Regions from separate parts of the Sus scrofa genome. Here all the other regions are linked to region 1. Evidence: chromatin contacts called from public HiChIP or PLAC-seq data. All regions are on one chromosome and are shown on one strand. The core of a region is the stretch at or near the end of the contact, and the rest is flanking DNA. Distances in the headings are between cores, read along the strand shown. Region 1 has its middle 220 kb from the start of PTEN. Region 2 overlaps PTEN (phosphatase and tensin homolog). Region 3 overlaps PTEN (phosphatase and tensin homolog).

Region 1 (2,768 bases), core at 191-2,690:
CAGCAAAGCAGGGGCAAGAAGAGCATTTCTTCAACAGGGACAGTTTGTGAGCTGTATTTAGAGGAGCATCCTTCCCAGTGTTGCACCCATGACCTTTCATAAAAACATGATGGACTAGCACAGCAAGCCTCTCTTCTTCCTAGTTGCTGAAAGCAGTTAATCAAGAGCCCTTCCTGGCTGTTTTGTTTGTTTGTTTAGGCAGATAGAAAAGTCGTCTTACAGTTTCACATTCCAGGGTCATTTCTTTACCTTGAATTTGCCCCAGTGGGTGTTATGAAAATGAATTGCTAGATCATAATGTGTATATCCTTTAAGTGTGTGTGTGTGTGTGTGTGTGTGTGTGTGTGTGTGTGTGCGCGCGCGCTCCTGTGTCAGGGAGAGGCAGAGAGCAGAGTTGAGAACAATATTGTCATCTTTCTCTGTCTATCAATATCTATATATCTTCTAGTCTCTGTGGGAGGTGCTGGGGGACACATATGTGGATTGACTCATGGACCTAGACTCAGGGAGCTCCCATCTAGTGAGGGACATAGGTCAACTTCGAGCACTATAATACATACCATAGACTATTGGAATTCAAGGAAAGGAGAGGCTAGTTCCAATAGATGGCTAAAAAAGAAAAAAGAATTTCATTTGTCAAGAATTCCCATGCCAGCTTTAGATTGAAAGCTCTCCAGAGATAGAGGCTGACTATTTTTTCCCTTTCAATCCGTCAGAGCTCCCGAGAGGGCCCTGAGCCCTGTGGCTCCTTAAAGGATTCAGCTGACTCACTGATAAGTCCTGTAGACCTTTGCTTCCTGGTGCCACCTGCATGCTTGTCACTGAAGTCTCTTCCTTCACAGCTCTGTTTCTAGGGCTGGTGCATGTTAGGAGGTCTGGAGAAATTCTTGCCTTTATTAAAAAAAAAAAATACCATTGCAAAGAAATCTTGGTGAAAATAGCAAACATCTTGCCTGCCTTTTTCATTCTGCTCCTCAGCCTCCTTTAGCTTCACATGCTCTTACACACCATCACCTGAGGTCCTTCAGTCTCAGAACCATTACTTCCTGGGCAAGTCTGCTCCTGGGAGAGTTGGGGTTTGGCCTGTGGCCTGGGCTCCTGGGGTTCCCTTTTCCCTAAGACTATCTGGAAAGGAGGGCTATCTACTCAGTTGGGGTAGAGAGAGTGCTTTGAAAAAAAATGGGAGCTTGGAAGTGAATCACTGAGGAGCCCCTGGCTAGTAGGAGATGCCTCTTCCAGCCATTAAGATGCAAAGATGTGAAGTCACCTGGGCCACCCTACTGTGCTGGTTGTTATTGGTTCCTTTTGTTAAAAAAAATAGCAAAGGAAAGTGGCTGTTTGCTGAAGAAGCTTTCGTTCGGTGGGAGTAAGTGCTTCTACCTTGGACAGGAAAGGCATCAGCGAGGGCAGGAGGCCTTGGGCAGTCTTCCCATGGAGCCATCTGGTGGCTCTTCGCTGTAAGTGCTGCTCCTGGGGCTGCCTCTCTGTGGGCTGAGCTCACTTGCTCCATGTTTCTCTTCTTGGAGAAATGGCCTCTCCGGCTCAGGAGACTCCTTCTCAGGACAGTGTGCCAGATGGCTGCCCACTTTGATTTTCTTCACTTTAGCTTCCCAAAGTCCCGTGGGACCTGCCCACCCCTCTTCCCCCATCTCCAGTCAGGATCCTCCAGCTCCAGGCCAGCGGGGCCCCTCTGCTCTCCCCAGACCCTTTGCACTTCTTTCTCTTGGCTCAGAATGCCTTTCTCCAGCATCTTCTCAGGGCTGGCTCCTTCTCATCGCCCATATTTTAGCTCAAATGAATTTTCCTCAGAAAGGCCTGGTTTGACCCTTCTCTCTAAAGCATCCCTACACCAAGTCATTCTTCATCACTGTTCTTTGCATTATTTTACTCACAGGCTATTTAAGTGTCTAAAACAAGCTTATTCATCATGATGAGTGATGAGTGATCTCATTCATCATTTCCCTTGTTTATTGCCTGATTTAAGTCTCTATGAGCATGGCCTTGTCTGTTTGTTTCATCTCAGGATGCCTGAAAAGTGCCTGATTTGGTGTTCAGTAAATATATGAGGGAGAAACAACTGAAACTTTAGTCACAAAACATGGAAAGGTAGAAGTCAAATTGCCCAGGGGGATCTGTCTGAGGCTGTGCTGGACTCCTTCTCCTTCCCTGTTACCTTCCAGATAACAACCTATCCTACTGGAGGGTCTATATTTCCATGGCTAGCATCCATCTTTCTATGGGATGATATTTTAGGTGCCAGGAATTTGGTTTTTCTCACCATCCAACCCTGTTCTCTCCCTTTCGTAGTGAAGTTTTTTCCTAATGTATATTCACATATCCTTTAATAGCTTTCACAGGGGCTCCAGTTATAAAGAAAAACTGTCTTCCATCTTGAGGTACCATGGTTTTGAGATGTTTCCAAATATTCAATGTAAAAGCATTGAACCATCAAGAGGAATTCATACCTCATCTGATCAAACTCTCCCGGTCAGTTGTCCTCACCGGAGAGAGCACTTGGCCTGAACACACACACACACATACCCCACCTCACCCCACCCCCACCCCAAGCCAGCAGCTTCCTCTTCTGATGATGACTTTTCATGTCCCAGCCAGCAGCCAACACTCCACTTGTTCAGCTTCTTTTAAGGAAGAGCCCTGAGGTTGTGGGAGGCACCAGGTCACTATTAGCCAGGCTCCCCCTGTATCCGAGCCTAGACTTGGTCAAACATTCCCTCTCAGTCTTTTCATTTTTTTTTTTATTCCAGTCC
Region 2 (2,804 bases), core at 255-2,754, 180 kb before region 1:
CTGGTAGCCACTAGCCACATGTAGCTATTTTGATTAAATTTACGTTGAGTGAAATGAAGTAAATTTACTCGTTCATTTTCATTTGTGCGAGTCACATTTCAGGTGCTCAGCAGCTACCTGTGGTTGGTGGCTATTGTATTGGACAGCATGGATTTAGAACATTTTCATTATTGTGGAAAGTTCTGTTGAACAATATAGTTCTAGACAGGTCCATTTTGCTTTTCACTATAAAAAGTTCTAATGCCTGATGATGACGTATTCCTTCTATTGTTATCTCTACTACTGAAATAAATTTGAGATTTTTTGAGATAGGTTGCATTGTACAAATTAATAGTTATAATATACTCTTAAAAATCAACTTTATTAGGAGTTCCTGTTGTGGCTCAGTGGTTATCAAATCCCATTAGGAACTACGAAGTTGTGGATTCGATCCCCGGCCTTGCTTGGTGGGTTAAGGATCCGGCGTTGCTGTGAGCTGTGGTGTAGGCTGGTGGCTACAGCTCTGATTAAACCCCTAGCCTGGGAACCTCCATATGCTGTGGGAGCAGCCCTAGAAAAAGGCAAAAAGACCAAAAAAAAAAAATTATTAAGGTATAATTTATATGCAACATGTACCTATTTTAAGTGTTCAGTGAGTTTTGACATACATACATCATGTAAACATTCTCACAATCAAGATTCAGAACATTTATATTACCATAAAAAGTTTCTTAATGCCCTTTGCAATTAGTCCCTGATCCTGGTTCCAGGCAATCTCTAAATTTATTAGTTTTCTTTCACTGTATGTAAGTTTTACCTGTACTAGAATTTTATATAAATGCAATCATGTCATATGTACTCTTTCATGTCTGGCTTCTTTGTTTTAGCATAATATTTTTGAAATTCATTCCTGCTGCTTTTATCAGTAATTTTGTCCTTTTTATTGCTGAATAGTATTCCATTTTATGGATATGATATAATTCATTTATACATTGACCTATGATGGACATTTGGGTTGTTTTCAGTTTGTGTCTATTATGAATAGAGCTATTTTGAGTGTTCATGTATAAGACTTTAATGGACATATGTTTTCATGTCTGTTGGCTAAATACGTTTGAGTAGAATTGCCAGATGATGTCATATAGATCAATGGAACAAAATAGAGATTCCAGAATAACTCAATATTTATTGACAGAGCTACCAAGATAATTCACTGGGGAAAGGATACTCTTATTAACAAAATGATGCTGGAACAACTAGAAGTCAGTATGAAAAATAAAATGAACCTTTTTCATAACACAGGCATATCTCGTTTTATTGTGCCTCACTTTATTGCACTTCACAGATACTACATTTTTTACAAATTGAAGGTTTATGGCAGCCCTGCATTTTTTTTTAGCAATAAGATATTTTTAAAATAAGGGATGTATGTTGTTTTTTTAGACATACTGTTGCACACTTGGTTATAGTTATAGTATAGTAACATTTAGATGCATTGAGAAATCAGAAATTTCATGTGACTTGCTTTATTGCTGCATCCACTTTATTGCAGTAGTCTGGAGCCAAAGCCACAATATCTCTGAGTTATGCTTATACACAAAAATTAACTTAAAATGGATTATAGATAGAAACATAAAAATAAAATGTAAAACTATAAATAAAGCTTCTAGATAAAAATACAGAAGAAAAAAATCTTTGTGACCTTTGTTTTAGTTAAAAAAATTCTTAGAAAATACATACAAAATTAATTGTACAAGAAAAAATTGACAAAGTGAACTTTATCAAAACTAAAAACTTCTGTTCTCGGAGTTCCCATTGTGGCACAGCGGAAACGAATCTGACTAGTAACCATGAGGTTGCGGGTTCAATCCCTGGCCTTGCTCAATGGGTTAAGGATCTGGCGTTGCCGTGAGCTGTAGTGTAGCTTGCAGACGTAGCTCAGATCCCGCATTGATGTGCCTGTGGTGCAGGCCGGCAGCCACAGCTCTGATTAGACCCCTAACCTGGGAACCTCTATATGCCACGGGTACGGCCCTAAAAAGCAAAAAAAAAAAAAAAAATTCGAAGAACAAAAAAAAACTTCTGTTCTTTGAAAGACACTATTAGTAAAATGAAAATGCAGCCACCATCTTGGAAAAATATTTGCAAAGCATATATCTAATAAAGGACTTGAATTCAACACAGTATAAAGATGCTCTTACAAATTCATGAGAACAATCCTGTAAAAGGCAAAAAGATCTGAACAGAAGCTTTACAAAAAAAGATATATAAATGATCAATAAGCATATGAAAAATTCAAAATCAGTCATCAGGAAAATGAAAATGCAGTGAGATGCTATTTCATATTTACTTGGACGGCTAAAACTTAAAGGGCTAATGGGTTGGCAAGGCTGTATCAGTTGGAACTCTCATCTGTTTTGGTAAAAGTACAAAATGATACAACTTTAGAGAAATGTTTGACACATTATTTTTAATAGCCTTCTGAATTTTTTTTCAGTAGGTTATGGGTCAGTTCCTACACTGCTCAATTTTTTGTTCCTCCTAGTTTCATACCTCTTTAGATAAATTTTCTTTAGTTCTAGGAATTACTATCTTTGAGCAGAATTTAATATGAAGATCTTATTTTTGCTTTTCTTTTTAACTTGAGGTAATGAAGGAAAAAGTAGTGCTGTGCAGGCAAGATTTAAAATAACATTTTCAACAGGACACTTTTCTTGTATTGGATATATTACTGATTTTAATTCTGACAACCTGAATTTTCTCCCAGAGAGTGGGAAAATAGTTTAGCACTAGACTATTTGGAGCTTGCCTCTGTTAATGGGATT
Region 3 (2,919 bases), core at 410-2,909, 200 kb before region 1:
ATTATGGCAGAAAAAAATAGTTATTTGTATACTAGCACTGTACTTTATAAGTTGTTAAGGGATAAGCGTATCTACACATTGTACCTAGTACTACAGAGAAACTTCTCAGAACTGCTCTACTGTTAGTAATTATTATACTTAAAATAAGATTCAGTCTATATGTCAGGAACATATTATTGTAAAATAAGGCTTAGGGAGCACTGTTTTTATCCCTTGTCATTTTGAAAAAAATGCAACATAATGGAAAGTAGTAAAACAAAATATGTTAGGGAGCTATTTTTGGTTGTTACCCTCTATTTGAAAATTCAAGGTAAATTTATAGCATAAACTGCATTAATTAAAAATTCTGAAATACAGTAGACTCATGAGATCACAACTCACAAGGTGTTTTCTAAAAGATAATTTGTTAATTATAGGCAATTAGGAAAATATTTTTAGTGTTTTAAGTTATGATTGGCTGCGTAGAATATCCAATAAAATTATTTAGCTCTTATGAAGCCACATTATTTTATAATAGGTCAGTTATACTGTGGGTTAAATCAACTTCTGTAGACAGACTTTAAAACATAACTAATGTTTATTAGTTTTTTCCTTTGGAACAGTATTCAGTGTTGTGAGAAGGGATTGTTGTAGCACTTGAATCAAACATGATATATATAACTATCAGAACTCATAAACCAATAACTTAAGATCTGTGTATTTAATTGTAGGTAAATTATACTTCAGTTTAAACAAAACAAATTTAGCACATTTGCTTGAAGGTAGGGGAGTGGGGAAAGACTGTCTATTGTGTCTCATCTCCTATAGCTATGATGGCATTCCAACTTGGGCAAAATAGAAAGTACCATATATGCATTTCTCACCTCTCTGTTGCATGTGTAGTAGCCAATGATGTGGGGAAAAAAGGCTTTTTTTCTTTCTGGAGTTACGTTTTACATATGTTCTTAAATAAAAAGGCAAATTGATATAGTACAGTTTTTAAAGAGTTTAAAATTTCAGTTAAGCTTAGATGCTCTTTAGAAGGGTTAGATTATTCAGTAAGTCAGTGTCATTGAAGAACAACCAAATAGTTCTGGTGGGCTCTTCTAATCCAGAGTTGTACCATTTGTTCAACTGAGAGACAAACATCACTGTTTTAGGCATTGTTCATATATTACATCATTTAATCCTTATGACAGTGCTATTATATGATAGTGTTTTAATAGTATTATGATAGTATTTTATTATTCAGAGCAAAATATCTAAAATTTTTTTGTAAGAAACGTTTTAGCATAGGGAAGCAAAAAGCCATATATTAAAAAGATTTTGTTTATTGATATAATTCTTGGCATAAGAAATATTTGCCTCAAGTTTGAGCACTCAATAGCTGCTGACGTTAGTTTTGGAAATACCAGTAGATTTTTATATTGTGTTTCAGAAGTTTTTTAATTTTAACGTTATTTCAAATTACTTTCATTTGAAACTGCTTCCTTTGAAAATTTTATATTTTATTGATTTGAAACATGGAAAAACTTAATCTTTTGTGAGACTGAATGGTGTAAAAAGCTTGGGCTTTGGAGTTAGGTACATGAGTTTGAATCATAACAAACTACTTAACTGGCTTTAGGACCTTTGGCAAATTACCCAATCTTTTTGACCCTCAATTTCATCATCTATGAAGTGGTAATGTTACTTCATAGGATTGTTAAGATTAAATGAGAATGCATTTGGCATACTGTCTGGGACATGTTCTTTCTGTTTTTCAATCTTATGAGGGATGCCAAAGTCTTGGGAAAAACTGTATGAATAAGAAAGATGAGAGTCTGAGCAACCTGAAACCTTAAGAAGACTGAAGTCCTAGCTTTTCTTTATAGGAAGGACTGGATTGTTACTCTATAAGAGATTGCAGGGCCATAGGAACTCCCATGTTGACCAAGCTCCCTGCCACAGCATCATTAAAACTAGAGCTACTCTATCAGTCCCTCCACCTTCTCCATAAAGTTTCGTGTGTGAGCTGTGCTGGACTACTCGCTTTTTCTGAATATTTTATGTGTTCCTTTATTTCTTCTCTAACCCTCTGTTTGGAATGTTGTAATTGCCCTTGTTTCTTCTTCTGTTTACTAATGTCTGACTTATTTTTTAAGGATTATCTAATGTATTACCTATTTTATAAAGCTTTATCTCTTCTTGTACAGAATTAATCCCTTTTTCTAGCTTTTAAAGTATCTTGATCTTATGTATAATGGGGCCTTTGGCACAGTTGTAGATCTGTATGTCTGTCTTCCCTAATAGAATAGGAACCTCTCAAGTGCAGTAGTCTTTGTTTACTTAGCCTTATGTTCTCAGTGCCCCTTGCACAATGTTCATTATGTGTTTGGGTAATGAAGTGAATAAAGCGGGGGGGGGTGTATCTGAATTCACTTTAATGAGTACGTAACACCCTCATTTATGTATAGTTACTGACAAATAGTTTTCTTAAATTAACCAAGCCCTTTGCAACCTTACTTAATTAGTATTCATAATACAAGAGTAAATTTGAGTATAGTTCTGTTAAAATGACTGCATTTCAAGGGGCTTTGTATTTTTTTTTAATTGAAGAGTATTTATTTACAGTATTTCAGGTGCATAACAAAGTGATTTGGATTTTTTCCATTAGAGGTCATCCAAGGTATTGAATGTGATTCTCTGTGCTATACAGTAGGTCTTTGTGGTTTATCTATTTTATATATAGTAGTATGTATCTGTCAATCCCAAATTCCTAATTTATTCCTTCCCCCATTTCTTTTTTTTTTTTCCCCACTGTACAGCAAGGGGATCAAGTTATCCTTACATGTATACGTTACAATTACATTTTTTTTCCCCACCCTTTGTTCTGTTGCAACATGAGTATCTAGACAAAGTTCTCAATGCTATTCAGCAGGATCTCCTTGTAAATCTATT

Evidence for each region. HiChIP or PLAC-seq counts read pairs in DNA pulled down with a chosen protein or histone mark.
Region 2: a contact with region 1 is called in an H3K27ac HiChIP or PLAC-seq map of alveolar macrophages. The contact joins two enhancer-like sites. A contact is called at or near these places in 1 of 47 Hi-C or Micro-C datasets (embryonic fibroblasts) and 1 of 2 datasets of contacts at active chromatin or transcription factors (alveolar macrophages).
Region 3: an H3K27ac HiChIP or PLAC-seq map of alveolar macrophages shows a contact between it and region 1. The contact joins two enhancer-like sites. A contact is called at or near these places in 7 of 47 Hi-C or Micro-C datasets (adipocytes, blood, embryonic fibroblasts and 4 more) and 1 of 2 datasets of contacts at active chromatin or transcription factors (alveolar macrophages).

The regions. Positions count from the first base shown.
Region 1 is chr14:100,148,966-100,151,733 of Sscrofa11.1, forward strand. No RefSeq gene overlaps it. Among named protein-coding and RNA genes, the nearest start is that of PTEN, 220 kb to the left of the region's middle. Within about 2 kb of position 1,441, at least 7 of the 83 cell types and tissues checked have an H3K27ac peak or open chromatin away from gene starts, as enhancers often do. A contact at or near this core is called in alveolar macrophages, where this site is marked.
Region 2 is chr14:99,969,022-99,971,825 of Sscrofa11.1, forward strand. All of the region lies in intron 2 of PTEN (phosphatase and tensin homolog), which reads left to right. Among named protein-coding and RNA genes, the nearest start is that of PTEN, 40 kb to the left of the region's middle. Within about 2 kb of position 1,505, at least 2 of the 83 cell types and tissues checked have an H3K27ac peak or open chromatin away from gene starts, as enhancers often do. A contact at or near this core is called in alveolar macrophages, where this site is marked.
Region 3 is chr14:99,948,017-99,950,935 of Sscrofa11.1, forward strand. The region is part of intron 1 of PTEN (phosphatase and tensin homolog); the gene reads left to right. Among named protein-coding and RNA genes, the nearest start is that of PTEN, 19 kb to the left of the region's middle. Within about 2 kb of position 1,660, at least 2 of the 83 cell types and tissues checked have an H3K27ac peak or open chromatin away from gene starts, as enhancers often do. A contact at or near this core is called in alveolar macrophages, where this site is marked.